Regions from separate parts of the Sus scrofa genome. Here region 1 is linked to region 2. The links are chromatin contacts, called in public Hi-C maps. All regions are on one chromosome and are shown on one strand. The core of a region is the stretch at or near the end of the contact, and the rest is flanking DNA. Distances in the headings are between cores, read along the strand shown.

Region 1 (4,539 bases), core at 1,618-4,117, 130 kb after region 2:
GGCCGGCCTAAGCCTCAGCCACAGTAACTCGGGATCCAGGCTGCATCTGCCACCTACACCACAGCTCATGGCAACACTGGATCCTCAACCCACTGAGCAGGACCAGGGATCGAAGCTACATTCTCGTGGATACTAGTCGGGTTCATAACCCAATTGAGCCACAACAGGAACGCCCCACCTTTTGAATTATTGTAAATAGCACTTTCTTGAACATTCATATACAAAGATTTGAGGACCTATTTTCTTTCTTTTTTTTTTTTTTTTGGCTATGCCCATGATGTGGAAGTTCCTGGGCCAGGGATTAAACCCATGCCACAGCAGTGACAATGCAAGATCCTTAACTTGCTGAGCCACCAGGGGACTCCAAGGACCTGTTTTCAGTTCTGTGAGGATGGACCCAGAAGTGGGATGGCAGGGTCATATGGTCATTCGAGATCTACATCACTGGAATGTTTTCTACAGCCCTCTGCCTTTTGATTTTTTTAAAATTTTTGTTATGAAAGTATAGTTGAGGCATTCTTGTCGTGGCACAGGGGAAGCGAATCCAAGTAGGAGCCATGAGGTTGTGGGTTCGATCCCTGGCCCCAATCAGTGGGTTAAGGATCTGGCATTTCTGTGAGCTGTGGTGTAGTTCACCCACACGGCTTGGATCCGGAGTTACTGTGGCTGTGGCGTAGGCTGGCGGCTACAGCTCCGATTTGACCCCTAGCCTCCGATTTGACCTCCATATGCCGCAGGAGGGGCTCTAGAAAAGGCAAAAAGACAAAAAAAAAAAAAAAAAAAAAAAAAAAAGGATATGTCTTAGGAGTTCCCGTCATGGCTCGACAGAAACGAATCTGACTAGGAACCATGGGGTTGTGGGTTCGATCCCTGCCCTCAATCAGTGGGTTGAGAATCCAGTGTTGCCAAGAGCTATGGGATAGGTCATAGACATGGCTTAGATCCCACATTACTGTGGCTGTGTCTGACAGCTGTAGCTCCAATTCAACCCCTAGCCTGGGAACCTCCATATGCCATGGATGTGGCCCTAAGAAGCAAAAAAAAAAAAGAAAAAAAAAAATAGATATGACTTCAAGGCATTCTCTTGTGACACAGTGGGTTAACAATCCAGCGTTGTTACTGCAGCAACTTGGGTTGCTTCTGTGGCTCGAGTTTGATCTCTGGCCTGGGAACTTCCACATGCCACGAGTGCAGCCAAAAAAACCCACAAAAACCCTAGGCGTTTCCGTCATGGCTCAACAGTTAACGAACCCAACTAGTATCCATGAGGTCTTGGGTTTGATCCCTGGCCTCGCTCAGTGGGTTAAGGATCTGGCGTTTTTGTGAGCTGTGGTGTAGGTCGCAGACATGGCTCGGATCCCCCTTTACTGTGGCTACAATTCCGATTGGACCCCTAGCCTGGGTACCTCCTCATGCCACAGGTGTGGCCCTAAAAGACAAAAAGACAAACAAACAAACATAAAACCAACATACAACTTACAGAAAGCCAAAAGGACTAATCTTAGGTGTTAAGTTCAATGACATTGCACATAACCCCTTCCCAAATGAAGCTCCAGAGCATTCTCAGCCCCACACCTGTCCCATCATTCCTCCTACCTCTGGATTAACAGCTGTGCTTACCTGTTACTATGGCTAATTTTGGTACAGAACCGGCCAGCACATCCCCTTTTCTGTCTGCTGACTTTCACTCACCACCATGTCTATGAATTGCTGTGTTCATCTGTTGTGTGGGTCTTTCTTTTTCATTGCTATATAGTATTCTACTGTGCATGTCTGGGTGTGGAACTGCTGACTCATGAGTGGGTGTCTGTTACTTTACAAGTAGGACCAGTCATTAGATCATTTTATTCCTGGAACTTCTCAAGGGGGACAAAGCTCATGGGTGATCCCTGGAAACAGGAAAGGGTGACATTAGCTCCAGGGCGATTTCCACTTCACCAGACTCTGGCATGCTGGCAGCTGGGCTGATCTGGCTCCCCTTCACAGCACATTAGCTGATGACCTCATAGTCAGCCCCGTGGCCAAACTGGGAGGAGCGATGGGGCAGGCTGTGGGCATCCAGCCAGCAATGAGCTTAGTGGGCCGGGACCATGCATTCCTCAAGTCCTGCAGGCCAAGTCGGGGCAGAGGTAAACAGAACATGGAGGCCAGGGGTCAAGCTGTTCCCTCCACTTGGCTCAGCCCCAAACCTCCCAAAATGTTTCTTACCGATTACTGTTGGCTGGAGGCACCCTCATCAAACACACAAGTAAATACCCACTTCTGTGGTTTGTTTCTCGTGATTCAAGGCAAACATGGTCATGACGTCAGATCCGGACATGGTGAAAAAAATCAGGTTATTTAAAAATCTATGAGTTCAGTGGACAAGGAGAATTGCTGTCCTATTGCTGTGAACATCCCTCTAGGTCAGTATGCCTCTGTGTTGTAGACAGGGGTCCCTAGCCAGCCTGGGTTCAAATCCTGGCTTAGTTCTTGAGAGGCCAAGCAGATTTGGGAAGTATTACTAACTTCTTCAAAACTCAGTTTCTCAGTATTAGTATGAAGCTTGATTGTAACTACAATCGCAATGTTGTAGAACTCATTTCTATTACTATTATGAGTGGTTGGCCAATAAAATCTCAGTTTCAGCCAGAGTTAGGCTCAGACAGGCCAGGGCAAGTCTGCTTAGAAAGAATGGCCCCCACTGGCAATCTCCTATTTATCTCTTAAACCCCACCTTTGATGCCCCATCTTCCAGTAAAGACTTCCTTGCTCTCTTCTCTGTTGCCCTCAAGCTGAGGGGCCTTCCTCTGGCCCCACCTTGACCACACAGGGCTAGAGCATCCAAGTCTGGGTCTGTGCCCTGCCAGACCATGGCCTTCCCAAGGACCAAATTCCAGTGTCCCTATATCAGTGTCCTGTGGCTGCTGTTAACACATTGCTGTAGACTAGGTGACTTAAAACAACAGGAATTTATTCTCTCACAGTTCTGGTGTCCGGAATTTTGAAATCAAGGGTCAGCAGGGCTGTGTCCTCTCTGAAGTCTTAGGGGAGGAGGCTTCCTGGCCTCTTCCAGCTTCTAGTGGCCCCAGATGTTCCTTGGCCTGTGGCTCCATCACTTAAGTCTGTGCCTCTGATTTCCCATTTCTTTCTCCCTTTCTCTGTCTATCTCTCCTGTTTTTATTTTTCTTTTTTTGTTTTTTTTCTTTTTATTTATTTATTTTTTGTTTGTTTTTTAGGGCCACACTGCAGCATATGGAAGTTCCCAGCCTAAGGGTCAAATGGGAGCTACAGCTGATGGCCTACATCACATCCACAGCAACTCAGGATCCTAGCCATGTCTGCAACCTACACTGCAGCTCACAGCAACACTAGACCCCCAAACCACTGATCGAGGCCAGGGATCGAACCCAATCCTCATGATACTAGTTGGATTTGTTTCTGCTGCACCACAGTGGGAACTCCCTCTTTTTTTTTCTTTTTATAGCTGCACCTGCAACATATAGAAGTTCCTGGGCTAGGGATTGAATCAGAGCCTATGCCACAGCCACAGCAACACTGAATCCAAGCCTCATCTGCAACCTACACCATAGGCTTGTGCAATGCCAGATCCTTAACCCACTGAGCAAAGCCAGGGATGGAACCTGCATCCTCATGGATACTAGTCAGCTTCTTAACCTGCTGAGTCACAACTGGAACTCTTATTTCTTCTGTTTTTATATTTAGGGTCTATTGTAAATCCAGAACAATTTTATCCCAAGATCTTTGTCATTACATCAAACTTAACTGTATCTGCATAGGCCCTTTTCTGAAATAAAGTCAAATTCCCAGGGACTGAGGGATAGGTATCAGTTCATCAAGGTAGGTCTGGTTCAGAGAAGGGCCATGAAAACTCCCTGAGAGACATCACAATAGTGAATGGTGGTGATGGTTTGGGGAGACATCTACTTCTGCAGCAGAGTGTAGAGCAAAGAAATAAATACCAGGGGAAGAAAGTTTGAATGTCTACTGCACCAAACCAAATGAGGGTTGGATCATCCTAAGCACAGCAAAGCCAATCTACTGACACCAGGTTGTGATGAAGGAAAGTACAGCGTTTATTGCAGGACTCCAAGCAAAGGAGTGGGAGACAAGGCTCTGATCCACTTCACCTTGGTCTTTGAGTGAGGGTTTTTTTCTTTTTTCTTTTTTCTTTTTAAGGGGAAGAACAAAGAGATTAATCATCTTGTAATCTTGCTGTGACATTTTTTTTTCTTTTCTTTTTATGGCCTCACTATGGCATAAGGAATTTCTTAGGCTAGGGGTTGAATCACAGCCATAGCAATGCCAGATCCAAGCCAAATCTGTGACCTATGCCACAGCTTGTGGCAACAATGGATTCTTAACCCACTGAGCAAGGCCAGGTATCGAACCTGCATCCTTACAGACAGTACATTGGTTAACCTGCTAAGCCACAACAGGAACTCCTCTTTTTATTAAAAAAAAAATTATAGTTGAGTTACAATTATGCCAATTTCTGCTGTACAGCAAAGTGACCCAGGGCTGTGACATTTCTTAATC
Region 2 (4,440 bases), core at 1,727-4,226:
TGTGGAAGCGGCCCTAGAAATGGCAAAAAAAAAAAGTAAAAAATAAAATGCATTAAGGGGTTCCTGTCATGGTGCAGTGGAAAAGAATCCGACTAGGAACCATGAAGTGGCAGGTTTGATCCTTGGCCTCACGCAGTGAGTTAAAGATCCTGTGTTGCCGTGAGCTGTGGTGTAGGTCACAGACTCTGCTCCGATCCCCCGTCACTGCGGCTATGGTGTAGGCTGGCAGCTATAGCTCCAATTTGACCCATAGCCTGGGAACCTCCATATGCCACAGGTTTGGCTCTGAAAAGCAAAGGAAAAAAAAATTGCATTGAGATGCTTGTGACTCTTTGGTGAGAATTAAGGTCTGCAGGGCCTCTGACACTTGCTAGACCAATGATAGGCTCAGGAATTTTCTGGTTGCAGTTGACAGAGAATTTGACCCCAGCATAATAGGGGTATGTTGGTCCCTGTACTTGAAGTGAGCTTGGGCTGGCTTCGGGTCCTGCCTAAGGGAAGATCTTGAGCAGTGTCACCTGGGAGCAGATGACAGGAAGGGCAGGGAGAACAGGTGTGGCCCTGCCCTGGATGAGAAGCTGTGGTCAAGTGGAGATGACAGTGATGGTGCAGAAGCCTGGGCCCAGTCAACCCCAAGTGTCTAAGTTGAGAGAGTCAGTAAGTACCTGGGGTGGTCCAGAGAACCTGTGGGGAGGGGGCAAGCAGTAGGGGCTGAGGGCCAGTAAAGGGTGGGAATGTGTTTGATGTGGGATCAACCTAGGTAGAGCAGTTCTTTGTCACCCTTACCACTTCCTGGCCCTCTCAGAGGCAAGACCTGTGCTCCCCACTCCTGCTAAAACCAAACAGAGGCCCCAAGGTCATGTGGCAGGGAGGGTCTGGGCTCTCCCTGCAGGTACCTGAGGCTGCTCATCTCTTTCTGGTTATGAGTTTAGATGGGGCAGAATCTCCTCTGCTTTTGTGAGTTTAGCTGTTGGTGTCCCATGTTGAATCACAGGGGGACCGTTTATGAAAATGGGCTTTCTTCCAGGTGGGAAGCAGCCTGGAGGCCCCCAGGATCAGGCTCTGACCTTTTTGGGGTGCTGGGCAAGTGGGGGCTGAGGTTCAGCATTTAGGACCTCCAGTACCACTGTACCTGCTCCTGCCTTTGACTTAACCTCAAGGCTTTTGTGAAGGTGCATGGGAAGGAGGAGGAGCTGTGTTTTTTTTTCTGGACCCTGTGGGCAGATGCAGCCTACTTGTCCTGGGGGGCCTCCAGCAAGGGAAGTTATGCCTCCTTTCTCTCTTGCTTCTGCCTCCCTTCCTCCTGTATGGGTGTGTGTGTGTGTGTGTGTGTGTGTGTGTGCGCGCACTCTTGCATGCACGTGCATGTCTGCGTGCGTGTGCAAATGCCCTGGGCCCCACTTTGGTTCAGGGGAGGTTTCCTTGATTCAGGAGAGGCTGATCTAAGGGAAGCCCTGGTTGGGGTGGTCACCCTGTTATGCTGCCCTTCTTGGTGAGGGTGGTGTCTCTGGGACCCAGAGGGTTCAGGGTGACCTTGCCTTCTGCTAGTGCCCTGAGGAGGGTAAGTGGGTCAGGTGGTTCATTTATCCTTTTCCCCTTTTTTTTTTTAAGGGCCACACCTGAGGCATATGGAAGTTCCCAGGCCAGTGGTCTAATCGGAGCTACAGCTGCTGGCCTACGCCACAGCCACAGCAACACCAGATCCAAGCCATGTCTGCGACCTACACCACAGCTCACAGCAATGCCGGATCCTTAACCTACTGAGTGGGGCCAGGGATTGAACCCATATCCTCAAGGATACTAGTTGGATTCATTTCCGCTGTGCCATGACAGGAACACCCTCCCTTTTTAAAAACAGTGACTTTTTGGGGAAATTCAGATTCCTGCTGTGGATCACGTGGTTCTCCCCACATCTGGAGGGAGTGATTTAAGTGTCCCGGTACAACATTTCCCGCAAGGGAACACCCACTGAATCAAGTCAGTACAGCTGGGTTCACAGGGGCTAGAGCAGGGGCAAGCTCATCTTGGCCTTGCCCTTGATGATGGGTCCCTCCTTACCATGTTCTCAAGGTCCTGACAGTGAGCCTGTGCTGTGTCCCCCTTCCAGATGCTTCCTTTACTTGTGGGATTAGTGGTAGAGCTCATGAGCCCTCTTTCTGCCCCTGAAGAAGGTAACATCTCTTGTGCCCATTGTAGCTGCCAGCCCCCCAAACTAAGGCCTTGGCAGTTTGCCACCATGTTGAGTGAACAGAATGGATCGGATGAGGCTGCTGATGAAGTGCACTGTTAGGGCCTCTTCCCTTTTTCGGTGTCAACCTTGGAGTATAAAATGAGCCTGTAAACCATGGCCTACAGGCCAAATCTGGCCCCCACCTGTGTTTGTAAGTAGAGCTTTATTGGGACACAGTGGTGTTGTCTATGGCTCCTTTTGCACTCTGAAGGTGGCAGACTGTTTGCAACAGGGACTGGCCCTCAAAAGACTGAGACAGTGACTCTTGTCCTTTTCAGAGAAGCTTGTGGTTGAGTGTCGAGATGGGTGCGTTAGCAGGCTGTGCTCTCCTGGGGCAGAGCTTAGGCCTCGGACCTGTTTCCTGTGCTGTTGTGTGCAGCAGACCTCTTGCCATTATATCTCAGGGTTAGACCGAGACCTGGCAGGGTCTTTTGGGTCTGGCCCCTTCATGTCATAGTTGGGATGGTCCATAGTCAGGTCAGCACAGATTAAATCAAGCCTAAAACCTGAGGGTGTCCACTTTGGAGCTGCCTGCCCTCCCAATTTCATGCAGACTGAATGCTTCCCACCCCTCATGCATCCCTGGTTTTCCCAGGAGCAGCTTTTCTCAGGCAGTATCAAGCCTGGCACAGCTTCCAGTGGGCCTGGTCTTTTTATGTGTGACCTTCTGGTGAACTCTGGAAACAGAGTTGCACAGCCTGAGTGGGAAGGGCCGTGTGCATGTCCCTGTTGGAGCTGGGAGGGTGAGCTTCTGCCTGTGATTCCAGTCAGGCTCTGGCTGAAGTTCCCCTGGTCCCTTGGCCTCAGTCCCAGGGTGTAACAGCAGGGCCAGTTTCATCTTCTGAGGCAGGGCTGTGCCCCTTAAGGGTTCAGTTCATATAGTGTTTTTGAATGTATGTTTCATGGTCTGGTAGCAGTCAGATGACGGTGGTTTCAGATGGCTCCCTTGTTTGGAGACAGTGGGCAGCAAGAGTCTCCCGCTCCCCAGGAGTGAGCTCTCCACAGGCGGGGCTGGGGGCTGGTGCTTGGTGAACTCTTGGAGCTTTGCGTTCTCAGCTCTGGCCCAGTGCCACCTGTAGTTAGATTCTGACATGTGCCGTCTGTAGATGATTTGGAGTTACACACTGGAGAAGGGCTTCTTGGGCAGGCCTCTGCTAAGGGGCTATGGTTTTTGGGTTCTGTTAGCAGAAATGGCATGATTTTGCTGTTCTTATCATTTGGTGGTGTTTCTCCTTTTTTAGAATTGGGTGGGACTGTTGAGCTGTGGCAGGCTGGGCAGGGGGGACGGTGCAAGGGGAGGCCTAAGGGAAGGGTGAGGTCCAGAGCAGGGGATCGTACTGGGGACGTCCCAGGGCAGAGAGACTTCGGGGAGATGTCTGAGGCAGGGGCAGGCCACAGCTAGAAGAATGTGTTCCTTCCTCCCCTGGTTGTACTATTTTTGGTATTGGATGCTCACAGATGTCTGCTCGTTCCAGTGAAATACGCTAAGTTCACAGTGGATCTGGCAAGTGGGACGAGGACAGACAGCCCTGGTTTTCTGTGTCCAGCTTGTCTCCAGCCTGCTGTGGGGAGGGCACAGGCCCATGCCTGCTCCCTTACCCATGCACAGGGTCCTTTTAGTCGAGGGCCTTGTGTGTGGAGCCAACATGACCCGGTGAACTGTGCCAGCTCCTCCCCACTGGAAGTGGAACTTTGTTAAGAAGGATTCTGAAGTGGTGTCTGGCCTAGAGTGAAGGATTAATGGTACGTGGCCCCTGGCCCTCCCTGCTTTTAGCTCTGGCATCTTTGTGAGGAGGGTTATTGAGCAGATGAGGTTAATGATCTCCCAGGTGAGCCTGGGCTCTGAGATTGCAGCCAGTGAATGGAGTTTGCCGGTGGCTGGGTGTGTAGGGTGAGGCTAACCGTCTGTCTGTCAGTGGAGGTTGGACTGATGCCGTGCTGCAAAGACACAAGGTTTTGGATCCCTTTTTCCCCAGGGGTTGAAGGTGATTCACCAGGGTCTGTGCCCCAGAGCCATGGCTCTGATTGCACTTTGTCCTGAGATCTTCACATAGCTCCTGCCACCTGCCTCTCCTCTTCCTGCTTTTGTCTCTCATGTGTGAATTCACCAAGGCTTGGAGGCTTTCGTGTGACAGGAATTGCCAAGTGTGTGATCTACTCAGCACGGATCAGCCTCAGTGAGTGGTTGGTCTGAGTGGAAGTGGCACCTG

The links. Hi-C and Micro-C count contacts between places; a contact is called where the count stands out from the background.
Region 1: a Hi-C map of liver shows a contact between it and region 2, with 2.4 times the contacts expected there. The contact joins two enhancer-like sites. A contact is called at or near these places in 1 of 47 Hi-C or Micro-C datasets (liver) and 1 of 2 datasets of contacts at active chromatin or transcription factors (alveolar macrophages).

The regions. Positions count from the first base shown.
Region 1 is chr2:59,422,089-59,426,627 of Sscrofa11.1, forward strand. No RefSeq gene overlaps it. Among named protein-coding and RNA genes, the nearest start is that of GDF15, 13 kb to the left of the region's middle. Within about 2 kb of position 2,868, at least 30 of the 83 cell types and tissues checked have an H3K27ac peak or open chromatin away from gene starts, as enhancers often do. A contact at or near this core is called in alveolar macrophages and liver, where this site is marked.
Region 2 is chr2:59,291,800-59,296,239 of Sscrofa11.1, forward strand. All of the region lies in intron 1 of ELL (RNA polymerase II elongation factor ELL), which reads left to right. Among named protein-coding and RNA genes, the nearest start is that of ELL, 17 kb to the left of the region's middle. Within about 2 kb of position 2,977, at least 39 of the 83 cell types and tissues checked have an H3K27ac peak or open chromatin away from gene starts, as enhancers often do. A contact at or near this core is called in alveolar macrophages and liver, where this site is marked.